Regions from separate parts of the Mus musculus genome. Here region 1 is linked to region 2. Evidence: chromatin contacts called from public HiChIP or PLAC-seq data. All regions are on one chromosome and are shown on one strand. Each heading gives the region's core, a stretch centred on a gene start, on an enhancer-like site or on the middle of the called end of the contact. The rest is flanking DNA. Distances are from core to core; before and after follow the strand shown. Region 1 has its middle 6.0 kb from the start of Cxcl10. Region 2 overlaps Uso1 (USO1 vesicle docking factor).

Evidence for each region. HiChIP or PLAC-seq counts read pairs in DNA pulled down with a chosen protein or histone mark.
Region 1: a contact with region 2 is called in an HNF4G HiChIP or PLAC-seq map of pancreatic cancer cells. The contact joins two enhancer-like sites. A contact is called at or near these places in 4 of 39 promoter capture datasets (the C10 cell line, the HPC-7 cell line, liver and 1 more) and 2 of 115 datasets of contacts at active chromatin or transcription factors (bone marrow-derived macrophages and pancreatic cancer cells).

The regions. Positions count from the first base shown.
Region 1 is chr5:92,351,452-92,358,403 of GRCm38.p6, reverse strand. It overlaps a transcript of Art3 not described here. Among named protein-coding and RNA genes, the nearest start is that of Cxcl10, 6.0 kb to the right of the region's middle. Within about 2 kb of position 4,578, at least 208 of the 459 cell types and tissues checked have an H3K27ac peak or open chromatin away from gene starts, as enhancers often do. A contact at or near this core is called in liver and pancreatic cancer cells, where this site is marked.
Region 2 is chr5:92,202,376-92,208,963 of GRCm38.p6, reverse strand. Uso1 (USO1 vesicle docking factor) reads right to left here. Exons shown (of 24, transcript NM_019490.1): 24 at 6,169-6,588. Among named protein-coding and RNA genes, the nearest start is that of Gm42113, 3.8 kb to the left of the region's middle. Within about 2 kb of position 3,048, at least 88 of the 459 cell types and tissues checked have an H3K27ac peak or open chromatin away from gene starts, as enhancers often do. A contact at or near this core is called in liver and pancreatic cancer cells, where this site is marked.

The DNA.
Region 1 (6,952 bases), core at 3,329-5,828, 150 kb before region 2:
AGTACCAAAAAGAGAGTTTCTTCTGGAAGATGCCTACGGCAGGACAGTAAAATGCCCTACAGGAGCTGTCCAAAATTATAGCATCAAAAATGACTGTACCTCATCTCTTCAGCCCGCGGCTGTCTCAGGAGCTGCGGGAGCTGTCCGCGGTGGTGCACTACCTTCCCCGGCTCAGTGGGAGCTGCCCCTCAGGAGCTGTCCACTGTGGCGACACCTTCTTTCCTGCCTCACCCTACAGCTTTCGTGAAACACCACGCAGGAGCTGTCCACACTGGCAGCACCTCCTCTCCAGCCTCCCCGAACCCCAGCAGCCCCTCAGCAAAAGCCAGCTGAAGCAGAGAAGGACTTCCCACCCTAACCCTGGGGCCGCATGCGGGGGGGGGGGGGGGGAGGGTGAAAAAAAGCCACCAATCCCTGAGCAGGAAACCCACCAATCCCTGAGTTCCTCAAACTCAAGACTTGAAATCCCACCAGTCCTCACTCTGGAAACCTCTGCCCTGAGAAGCTCCACCCCCTCAGAACCCCTATATAAGCACGGCCTTTTTGTCCTGTTGTCCACTCCTGGGAGCAGAGGACAGCTATCCCTGGATTCGTTCTTCCACACCCTGGACCCTCCAATTAATCTCTTTTATGAGATTTCTTGCCTGGTGTGACTCACTCGCCTAAAGAAGCTGAGAAGAAAAGAAGCAAAGAAGAGAAGTGGATCAGGGCTGAGGGTCCTGGGTGCCTCAGCTCAGCTGGGGATGCCCCCCTGGAAGCTGCAGCACCTCTGCTGAGGAGCCTTCGTCTCAGAGCTCCCGTGTCTCAGGATGCCCTTCCACTGGGACATCGTCTTCCCTCAGAGATGGTTCCTGGGCTTCCAAGTCCCAAGATACCCTTCCATCTGAAGAAAAACACAGCCACTCTCTACAAACTGATAGCACCGCCCCATTCCCGAAGACAACACCCACACAATCCACTGAACATGGAGAAGGAAAACTGGTGCCTACATAAACCTTCACCCCTATGTCCTAGTGTCTTTGGTATGGGAAGGTAATCTGCAGGCTACCATGAGAAAAACATAAACACTAATCCAGCCACAAAAACCTCTGATCTACAATGATGTCCTGCCTGCAAAATATGCTAGGGCAATGGTGGCACAAAGCTTGTGAAGTAACCAACCAATGTCTGATATGATTTAGGGACCACTTCACAAGAAGGAACCCATACCCAATACTTCTTGGGTGACTAAGATAGCCCAGAGAGCGGGGGTAAAGCCAAACACTACTGGTCTGCTAAGGGAACATAGCAATAAATTAACTCCTAACAACGTTCAGCTATACTCATAAACTGGTGCTTGCTCAGCCAGCATCAGCGAAGCTACCTCCAGCTGCAGATGGGAACAAATGTAGAGACTCACAGCCAGACAATATGCAGAGAGTGCCAGACCTTGGAACACGGAGCTCTAAATAGGACATCTGCATCAAATCTCCCCACCTCGGAGCTCAGGGAACCCTGGAAAGGCAGACAGAAAGGTTGTAAGAGTCAGAAGGTATGGAGGACACCAGAGGAGAACACGGGTCTCTACACCAACTGAGCAAACCTCACAGGAACTCAACAGACCCTGAAGCAGCAGGCACAGGGCAGACGCACACAGGCCTGCAGCAGGCCCTCTGTGCATGCACTACAGCTCTTGTGGTTGCTTCCTTCTGTTAGGATGCCTTGTCCAGCCTCGATGTGATGGCTTTTGTAGTGTCTTACTGTATTTTATTTTGTCGTGTTTGATTGTTATCTCTTAGAAGCCTGTTCTTTTCTAATGAAACAGAAAGAGAGTGAGAGAGGAGGGGAAGGAATAGGAGAGTAGAGGAAGGGTTTGGAAAGTGTAATCAGGATTTATTTATGATAAAAGAATATTTTTACTAAAAGGGGAGCAAACAAAGGGCTTGAGCTAAGTTAATATGAGGAGAGAGGAAATCCACACGGCAGAAGCAGAACACAACACTCCCCAGGCCACGATGAGGAAGCCAGGAGGGCTTCGCTCTATCACATTATGGATTTATACCAAGTCTTCTTTAAAACACAACCATCAACTCCTACAAGGTATTTTGTTGTTGTTCACTGTTACCTGCTTATGAGTGGTTTTCATCTATAATATAATTAGTGTATGGATTATCAGCTTGATCTCTACGCAATGCTCAGAAGTTTGTTACTTTAACATTATAGTAAAAGATTTCTTGTTGAGAAACATATATCTTCTCAAATTCACAGCTGTATCTATCTTCTACTCTCCAGAAGTCCCTGTGGGACATGCACTCCCTTTGACCTTGGTCAGAATAAGAGGACTGCTTCTTCCTCAGTTTACACTTCTCAAGTTGAGAAGAGCCAATGTCCTGATTCATTGATCCACGTCATTGAGTCTTCCTTGCCAACAGAGGGGGACAGCAAAGCTAACACAGACAGACAGCACAGCAGTGTGCTCAAAGACTCTGGGACTTGACTGCCTAGGCTTAGGCTAGAATCTTGCTATGGAACATCGCTGAGCTGTTCAAAACAGTCTAAGACTTTAGTTAAATGAATAAATAAAATAGTACGGCCTCACACAGGTGAAAACATGCAGTAAATGTTGATTTTACTACATGATTTTTAATAAATTCAGTCACTTTGCCGACTGAAAATATCACCACCGCTTAATATCCAGGGTAGCGTCAGGAGCTTAGGTACTAGGAAGCCTTGGCTGGGTTCAGACTCACAGTGGCCCACCTTCCTCTGCCTTCCCAGTGCTGCGATTACATGTGCCACTTCATACAGCACTAGTTTTTACTGGACCTCTTGTATCCAGGCTGGATTGTCATTTTGCTTAGTGACCCTGTAAACTTATATCCCTAAGCCATGCATCTGCATGTGTTTGTAACATGAAGACTTGGTCACTCTCCACCCAAATTCAAGGTCATTAAAGAACATCTTTTTTTTTGCTACCCCATCTTCCAAATTTAACCCTATCCTGAGCTCTGGTTTTTAATGTGTGGACGACTGAATCAGTGGAAAGGGAAACTTAACTAAGCTGTTCTCTTTGGTTTGGTTTGGTTTGGTTTGGTTTGGTTTGGTTTTTCCAATACAGGGTTTCTCTGTACAATAGCCCCGGCTGTCCTGGAACTCATTCTTGTAGACAAGGCTGGCCTCGAACTCACAGAGATCCTCCTACCTCTGCCTCCGGAGTGCAGGGATTAAAGGTCTGTGCCACCACACCTGACTTGAAACTAAGTTCTTCAACTCTTATTTTCTTTCTAAGTGAGCCCTGAACTTTAAATACTAGCAAAATAAATGCAACAAAAGCCTTGAGGATATTTGAAAGAAAATAATGTATTTTTAAGTTATCATTTTCCTTCATTTCCACTTCCGCCTCCCCCCATGTAAACACCCCGTGCAGGGTTGGCAGGGACTGGAACATCAGCATAAAACTCGCTCTGGGCCATGAAGCACAAACACCATGCTGTGCCTACGACAAATGCACATGCCCAGACAAGACGCCATTTGGCTGGCTTTTGGCTTGCGGAACTTTGTCACAGGGGCAATTGTGAGCTGGTTAACACGGTACTATTTTAGTTGGTAGAATCTCAGATTCATCCACACTTGGTATAAATTATTTTTATATAACATCTTAAAATCATTTGCCTCCCATGTAGATGCCCACTCCCCGCACTCCCACCCCAGAACACTAGCTGCTAGTAATATCTAACTAGACTGGGTTAAATGTGTTACGTTAGAGTTTTCTTTGGAATTTTATCATCTGTAAGAATTTGTCTTTCTGTTCCCCTTTGTTTTAACCATCAGGACCCGCACACTCAAAGGGGTATCCTTGCTTATAAGTCCACTCTGTGCTAGTATTAATCCACAAGGTAAACTGACTTTCCAGTAAAACTCTTTCTTAGAGGTCTCCAGTTCTAGTGCTAATTTATCTACAGCCTGTGAACTCTGTATAAAAGCAAACAGATATCAGCAGTGTTAACTGCATCATCCAAGGAATCCCCCACTGCAAAAACAAACAAACAAACAAACAAACAAACAAACAAACAGAAGCTGGGGCCATGGCATAGCTCAGTGGTAGAGCATCTGCCCAAGCATGTCTAAGGTTCTGATTTGGATCTTCAGCACCAAAATAAAAACCAGTCACTGTATGGTCTAAAACAGTGACTCTCTGTGAGTTCAAGGCCAACCTGGTCTACAGAGTGAGGTCTGGGAGAGCCAGGGCAGCACAGAGAAACCCTGTCTGGAAGAAGAACAAAACAGTTTTCAACGTTCCTACTGCTGTGACCCTTTAATACAGTTCCTCGTGTTGTGCTGACCACCAACCATGAAGTTATTTTCATTGTTACTTCATCACTATAATTTTGCTACTGCCATCCATTGTAATATAACTTGCTGGTGTGGGGGTCTGGACCCCCAGGTTGAGAACCATTGGAATGAGCTCCACATCGGGCATTCCCAGACACGATTGTGTCTGCCACCCCTTTGCCAGCACCTCCTTTGCCCTGGGCTCAAGCTGGCAGGGAGTGAAGAGCTGATTGTGTCACCGGGAAGCATTGGAGCAGTCCACCCAGCCAGCGCCGAGTCAGAGCTGCGCAGGGGAAGTTGCTGACATAGGACATTGGACAGAGCGGTGCCCTGCAGCAACGAGGGGAATCCCGTCTGCGAGCTTCTGAAGCCTCTGCTTCTGAGCTTCTTCTAAGAGCTTTCGTTTCTCAGAAAGCCTTTGTGATGGCAGGGGGGGTCTGTGCTCACTCGCAGTTAAGAACAGGTTGCTTTTATTGGGTTTTATTTCTCTGGTCTGGTGCTGTAACCACGGGCCAAATCTATGAAGTGGAAACTGAAACTAACTTCTGTAACTCTCCCTCTCTTTCAAAGTTAACCCCCAACAGTGAATAAATACTAGCGAAGCAAATGTGCCAAAAAAAGCCTTGGGAATTGCTGAAAGAAAAAATATATTTTAAAAGTGATCATTTTTCTTTTTTTTTTTTTTTTTCCCATTCAACTACCCCCTGTAGGTCAGCAGCGGCTGGAACACTAACAGCAGGTTTCTTACTGATGTACAAACCACCCCTGCTCTGAAATGGTTTCCCATGTTGCTTACATCCATGAGGTTGATGCCCTGAGCAGGCGCCCATGCAAAACAAGAGAAGGAATCTTTGTCCTGCTTCTTGCCACCCACTCCAGTGAAGTCTGCATGACAGGCCTAACGGCTTGGACACAGTCTCGAGGCAAAGAGCTTTACGGACACTTAGCCTCCTGGAACCTTGGCATTCCCACAGCAAGAATGCTCCAAACCTGTCCCTGTGTTAGTCAGTGTATGGATCTGTGTGCTTTCTTTCATTATAGTTTTCTTATAGGTGCCTCCAAGAAATGATTTTACAAATACCTAAATCAGGTTGGACTTTACTCCCTGGCTTTTTACTCCCTGGCTTTCACCAATGTCCTAGGCAGTCCTTGAGCTGACCCTGGGCTTGGAATGTCGTAAGAATGTCATTCATCCAGACGAAATGCCCCAGTGTTGACAGTTAGTAATCAGGCATCTCACTGTGTCAGATAGGAGTTAGAAATCTCAGGGCAAGCTTAACAAGGTATACTTAGAATCTTCACTACAGGGCTGGTGAGATGGCTTAGTGGGTAAGAGCACCCGACTGCTCTTCCGAAGGTCAGGAGTTCAAATCCCAGCAACCACATGGTGGCTCACAACCATCCGATCACGAGATCTGACTCCCTCTTCTGGAGTGTCTGAAGACAGCTACAGTGTACTTACATATAATAAATAAATAAATAAATAAATCTTAAAAAAAAAAAAGAATCTTCACTACAGTCAGGTATGGCAGACTACATTGCATATTAGAAGAAAGTTGGTGAGTTCTTTTGACAAATGGAGATTCCCTACAGATATTTAAAAGAGCAGCCAAGTTACTCCCATATGCAAGAATTTACCATGGCCTAGGAAAAAGGAGGTTTGTGGTTTGAGGAGGAACTACAGTATTGCATTATTCATGAAAAGGTCTGTTTGAGCAGAACCCCCTGGTACAAGCTTTCATAAGGCTCATAGCATAGAATAGCATAAATTGTGATTAGGGTATGAAATCCTCACCTGGCCCCTGTCATTAGCTGTCTCTAGGCTGGACTGTTTTTATCTTAACTGTAAACATTGCCTGGTTCCTGCCAGTCTTTTGAAGGCATTTCTGTTTTGTGTCAGATAACTTCAATGTACCTTGGCTGTTGTGACACCTAACTTCTTTGTTTTCTTCTGTAATATTTAAGTCGGATGCTCACTTTGACAAAATTACATTCAGATACAACACTCCCTTGTGTCCATATTTGTTTGTCACTTTTTGCCGACTCCCTGCCCACCTGTACCAGGACTCTGATTCTCCTGGGGGCGAAAGGACAGACTGAGACCAGTCTGTAGCAGCTTCTGCTCTCAGCAGGCAGAACACATATTGCTACTTCACATGCCAGGCACTGGGACACGAATGTCTTGGATAGCCACCCCAGTTGTGGGACAGCCCACACCAGCAAGGAACAGACTTTTTAGTTTGCATCTTAGGGTGGGCATGGTGGCACAGGCCTTTAATCATAAGCATTGGGAGGCAGAGGCAGGTGGAAGGGTAACTCTGAGTTCAAGGCCAGCCTAATGTACATTGTGAGTTCCAGGACTCCCAGGGCTACATAGGAAGACCCTGTGTTGGAAAACCAAAATAGTAATAGTAATAATAATAATAATAAAAACAATTTGCCTTAATCAGATTTGCTTAGCATAATCAGCTCTCCAAAATCATGCTTACTGAGGATAATTGGGGACAATGGGTGTTCTGAGCCTGCAAAACTCAACTCCAGGTCCTACCCAGTGGTCACTACCTCATGTCACTCTTCCATGTTTCTAGACTGGCTGGTTGGTGTCCTCTGTATTTGTGTTTGTGTCTGTGAGTGTGTGTGT
Region 2 (6,588 bases), core at 1,799-4,298:
CTTCCTCCCTTTCTTTCTCTCTCTCTCTCTTTTCTTCCTTTCTTCCTTTCTTTCTTTCTTCCTTCCTTTCTTTCTTTCTTTCTTTCTTTCTTTCTTTCTTTCTTTCTTTCTTTCTTTCTTTCTTTCTTTCTTCCTTCCTTCCTTCCTTCCTTCCTTTCTTCCTAATCAAAAGTCTAGTCTTCCTAATCAAAAGTCTAGCTAGGAATCAGGGATTCCATCACGCAGAAGAAAAATGGAAATAGCAGAGAGGGCAGCCTGCATTCCATGCTGTAGGATGCGGTGGGTGAAGTGAGGACCTGTCTCACCCCTGCATTCAAGGCCTTGAGCAGACTCCGTGGGGTGTGTCTAGCAAACAGAGAGGGCATCCTGACTCCTTTAATTGTGATTTAAACATATAAACCCACAGAGATATGCATTTAAATTTGCCTCAGTTGGGAGGGAAGGTCTCTCTGTATCTGCCCATGAAGCTATATGAAGCAAAAAGGCAAACACTGGTGACTTGTCTCCTCCATCTCTGTGAACACAGAGCCTATCTCTCAGGAAGGGAACAGCAATAGTAGCCCTGGCTCATCATTTGTGAAGGATGTCAACAGTCTACTCATCCATCTGTCCCTCTGGGATGCGGAGTCACCACAAGTCGGTCATGAAGGATTCAAAGGCTTCTTTGGGAAGTGTTTGGAAGCTCAGCCGGAGGAAACGGGCTCATGCCTGAAGAGTGAAGTCAGGGAGGGAGACTTCCAAGATTTTTGGAAGAGCACAAATGATCAGGAGTAAATACCAGATATTAGACTCTGCATCATTTGTACTGTTTGGGTTTGTTTGTTTGTTTGTTGTTTGTTTGTTGTTTGCTTTGTTCACATTGGTTGTGCCCTGGTTGTTCCCTCTTGAAGTATGAAAGTAATCATACCAGCTGGTTCTATGACAACGTGACACAAGTTAGAGTCATCAGAGAGGAAGGAGCCTCAGTTGAGAAAATGCCTCCATAAGATCCAGCTGTAAGGGGGCTGGTGAGATGGCTCAGTGGGTAAGAGCACTGACTGCTCTTCTGAAGGTCCTGAGTTCAAATCCCAGCAACCACATGGTGGTTCACAACCACCCATAATGAGATCTGACACCCTCTTCTGGTGCGTCTGTAGCAAGTAGAGCCAACCAGAGCAAGCAGAGGTCCTAAAAATTCAATCCCCAACAACCACATGAAGGCTCACAACCATGTGTTCAGTTACAGTGTACCTATATACATAAAATAAATAAATAAATCTTTTTTAAAAAAAAGATCCAGCTGTAAGGCATTTTCTCAATTAATGATCAATTGGAGGACCCAGACCATTGTGGACAGTGCCATTCCTGGGTTGGTAGTCCTGGGTTCTATAAGAAAGCAGGCTGAGCAAGCCAAGGGAAGCCAACCAGTTGAGCAGCATCCCTCCATAATCTCTGCATCAGCTTCTGCCTCTAGATTCCTGCCCTGCTTGGGTTCCTGCACTGACTTCCTTTGGTGATGAACAGCAGGGTGGAAGTCTAAGCTGAATGAATCCTTGGTGTTTGAGGTACCTGTCTGGCCTGTGACATAATTCTCTAACAGGAAGGTCAACTAGTAAGTAGGACTTTCTGGTGCTGATCCTCCTGCATCTAGGCAAAGAGCTGAAAGTGAAATCTTGACAGTAGATTCTGTTATACCCTGTGCACATGCCTTCCATATACAGAATGAGCATACATGGCTCCCTAGCCCATGTCCTTGCAGACCAGGGCTCTGTGTTTCCCTCTCACACTTAAACTTTTCATTTACAAATCCCTCATTCCCATAAAGCTAGGCACTTCATGGAGAGATTTCTATTCAAGCACTCCCAGACATGGGTGAACTGCAATCAGGCAAGGTACCCACTGGTCTCGATTTGTTTAACAGTGCTTAGACCAGCACATGGCTGTGAGTCACTTCTGGCCATAAGGTAGGAGAAGACAAATTGACGTTAGGCTTTGAGTATCAACCCTTAAAACAATTATTTTACCAACAATGGTCAGCAGTTCTTTCAATCAAACTTGTATGGCACAATAGACTTCATTCTAATCAGTAGTTCTCAACCTTCCTGATGCTGTGTGACCCTTTAATACAGTTCCTCATGTTATGGTGACCACCATAAAGTTATTTTCGTTGTACTTCTGCAGAGTAAACTTTGCTAGTGTTATGAAACCTAACATAAATATCTTATATAGAGGACATCTGATTGATTTGAGACCCTCGTGGAAGGGTTGTTCCACCTCCATGTCATCACTTCTCACAGGTTGAGAACTGCTGTTATAGAGGGATGTGAGATAACAATACTTAGCACCTATACCCATGTTCCATCCAGAGGCTTGGTGGCTACAATATGGACAGTGTCTTGGCTTCCGACACTCAGCCTGTGCTTCCCTAAGCCCATACCTGTTTAGGAGGATTGCAATACCTGGGTTCATTCGACAGCTTTATCATCTCCATAGAGATTCCTGTCCACGAAAAGATCCATAATTGCAAGTTTCATGGCACACAGTTAGCTCCCAGCATGTAACATTCTTCATCTAGCTTAACTAGGTAGTTGCCAAGAAGACAGTGAGAAGCTGTACTCAAGGTCACTTTCCCCAATAGGCGTAAATGTGTTAGGCAACCAAGTCCAGGGTCAATTCGTACCTACGGGAAGTCGGCAGCTGGTTTGGAGGAAAGAGTTCCAGAATGGTAATAAGAGACAGATGGGTGGGGCACCATGGGTATGCAGCTTAGTGGTAGGGTGTGGGGGAAGCCTTGGTTCAAGTCCCAGGGACCAAAATACATACATACATACATACATACATACATACACACACACACACACACACACACACACACACACACACACACACACACACACACGAGACAAATTGTCGGTGGCCAAGCTGTTACTTTGGAAAGGTGCATGACTGTGATGTGAGTCACACTTGACTTATGGCAAGGCCTGAGGAGTTGGGTTCCCACATGGCAAGGACCCGTGGGAATATTTGTGCAGAATCTCCTGGCCTTTTCCAAGGGAACACTTTGTTTACTCTCGCCTTGCCTTTGTGTTCTTCACTTTGCTAGTGCAATTTTTACTTTCACTTTGTGACAGACATTTCCCCAGAATCAGAAAAAGAAAGCTCAGGCCAGAATTCATTCTTGTTTGTCTCTGAGAACTGTGGGAGAGCGGAATAAATCACAAGTCCTCTGCTATTTATGGTGATGTGCTTAAGTCAACACAAGGCCCTGGTTTGGCTGCTTCGGTTACTTCATTCTCTCTCAATGAAAACTTAGTTCTGACAACAATTTGCCCACCAACCTGTTCCAAACAGCAGTCAGATGAGTATCAAAAGGCTTAAAATGTCTTGCTGGGTTGTTGGTTCCATGGCTTAGTAGGAACATTCAGAGGTGAGCCAGGCAAGGATGAGGAACTGACTCAGGCTACTAAGCTGCAGAGAGCCCTGGGCGTGAGAAGAATTAGATCTCCTGATTACCATATGGGGAGATGCTAGGGGTCAATAATGAAATCATGAAAGCATGTGGTCCACCACCTCTCTATGCTGCGACAGCAGTTGCTGCCAACCACGGACACTTGGTTATGTATTAATGTGCTGGGTTAGATATTAACTGCTTGCTGAAGCTGTGTTTCCTCTTTCTTGGTACAGTTCATGAGTTAGCAGGAAACCCTGGAGATGGGGGAGAAGGAAGAGCGCATTATCGTTAAACGTAAGAAGTTCTTAAAAGAGACCGCATGTGAGAAAATGAGAAGGTATTTAGATATGTGACACACATGCACTACTTCAAAATCCCATCATCCTCATCACATATTAGATATATTTATGTATAATAGCTCATTTAAGAAGTAGATCTCTTGATTACATGATGGGTTGTCATTTCTCTGAAACAAGGAAAATCAACATCAGCCTATGATATTCCCCATGCATGAACACTGTGAACTGCAGTACTAGCTTGCTGAGGTCAGCAGGGTAAATGACTCCTGCTTTGAATTTTTTAGATTTCTTTTATGAGTATTTTGCCTGCATGTATGCATGTTTATCACATGTATGCCTGATAAGAAGAGGGTGTCAAATATCTCAGAACTGGAGTTACAGATGCATGTGAGCTACTATGTTGGTGATAAGATCTGAACCCGCGTGAGAGCAAGTGCTTTAAATTGATGTCTCTCTAGTCTAGGAAAAAAGTGTTTGTGATAAAAACCAGACTATGAACACATCTGACAGGCTTGTTGACATCATCAAGCTAGTGAGAATCTAGCACCACACAGCTAGCAACACAGGGTCATGCCTCCTGCTCCTTGGTTGACAACCATGGTTGCTTGTCAACAGAGTATAGCACTCAGCAGAGGATGGGTGTGCAGGAGATACTAGAACACTGCAGACTCACTACCTTGCTTGTTTCCAAGTTGTGCCAATCCATTCCTTATCTGTATAGTTGTGCTTTGGGGCTCCAAGGATAAGAAGCCGCCCATGTTTAACATCCAACTTCTTTGCATTGCTGTTTACCAGATATATTTTTCTGGCTCCAGGAACTCCAGATTACCACATCTGTTTCCCAGGTGAACGTGCCAATAGATAACCATGTGCCCTTGGACCTCAGGGTCAGCAAGTCCACAGGAAACATAGCCTTTGATCACCTGCTCCTCTTATCTTGAACTCGGCAAACCATGTTGCCCTTTCCAGGAACTGGTTTTGCTTTCTTTCTCTTCCTCCTCTATCCCCTAGATATTTGCAGTTTAAGTCCTCTTAGCTCTACCTGCAGAGTGCACCTCCACTCCTACCGCTTTAAACACCATTACCCCTATAATACAGTCTGATCCGTGGCAATAGCTTCTTATATGGTCTCTTGAGTTCATGACCTCTGCCCCAGACAATTCTCAACATAGGAGAGATGGGATCTATGGAGAGTCGTGTATCTAATCACTCTTCTGGCTTCTCATCCAATTCTGAACAACATGCAGACTTCTTTCCAAAAGCTACAGAGCACTTGACTGTATTTATTGGTACTTACTCTAGAATGTAAGTTAAACAGGGCTTTTGTCTTCCCCTCTGTATCCTCAGTGCTTGGAGCTGAATCAATGAGTTTTGCTTTGGCAATGAAGATGAGTTCTGCAGGGCAGAACAAGGCCTGTCTTAGTTCGTGCTCCATTTCTGTGAAGCATCACCATGACCACAGCACCTCTTAATAAGGAAAGCATTTAATGGGTGCTGGCTTATGGTTTCAGAGGTTTAATCTATTATCTTTATTGTGGGGAACATGGCAGAACACATGCAGACCTGGTGCTGGAGAGTTAAGGCAGGTAGGTAAATATGACCAAAACACACTGTATAGAATTCTCAAAGACCCACTAAAAAAATAAGAGGAGCTGGGCAGTGGTGGCGCATGCCTTTAATCCCAGCACTTGGGAGGTAGAGGCCAGCCTGGTCTACAAAGTGAGTTCCAGGACAGCCAGGGCTACACAGAGAAACCCTATCTCAAAAAACCAAACCAAACCAAACCAAACCAAACCAAACCAAAAAAAAAAACCAACCCTAAAACCCACGTCCAAAACCTCTTGCATTCTGGCACCTGCTCCAATTAGCCCCTTCACTCTCACAGAACCCTGGTCACTGGCTTCAGTGGGAATAATGCTCCGAACATCCAGTTTAATGCTGAGAAAGAGAAGTCTTGGTTTGAGTAAGAATGGCCTCCACAGGCTCACATATATGAATGTCACTAGGGAATGACTTTGATAGGGTTAGAAAGATTAGGAGATGTGTGACCTGACTGGAGGAAGTGTGTCTTTGAGGTTTCAAACGGCCATGTCAGTGTGTGTGTGTGTGTGTGTGTGTGTGTGTGTGTGTGTGTGTGTGTGTGTGTGTGTGTGTCTGTCTTTCTGCCTGCCAATCAGGATGTCGCTCTCCTCCACTCCTCCAGTGCCACACGTGCTACCCTTGCTCCCACCGTGATCATGGACTCCACCCCTGAAAAAGTAACCAATTTCTCCATTTAACGTTTTGTTTCTGAAGAGCTGCCTTGGTCATGAGTGCTCTTCTGGGCAGTAGAACACCGACTACAAGAAGCCTCCTTAGCATTTCCATTTGCCTTACTTCTTACAGTGAACAGAATACTTTGTTAAAATCTAAACAAAGGGAACAATGACAGAGATTAAGTGAACATAATATCTATTTTTATTATGAAAACATTAGACTTTGACACATTGCTTCATTTGCTTTTTAAAAATCTATTATCTGACTTACACCTATTCAGCAAAAATGCCAATAAATTACATAAATCATAGTGTGGGATTTTTTAAAACTAAGAACATGTTTTATGATAATCAAACAATTCTAAATCCCAGCTATATGAACTGCTGACTATAATCTGTTTTCCATCTTTAGCTTAAACAGAGAGAAAACCAGCCACATTAGTACACTGTTCCAGTTCCTCAGAACGCCCTCCACACTCTGGGACAATCTTTCCTCTCAGTAGGCAGAATGTGGCCCCGCTGGACGGCAAGCACTCACTCGGAACTGTCCCATCCTGATCTCGGGAGGCACAGTGGGGGTTTGAGGGGATGACATACAGGAGCC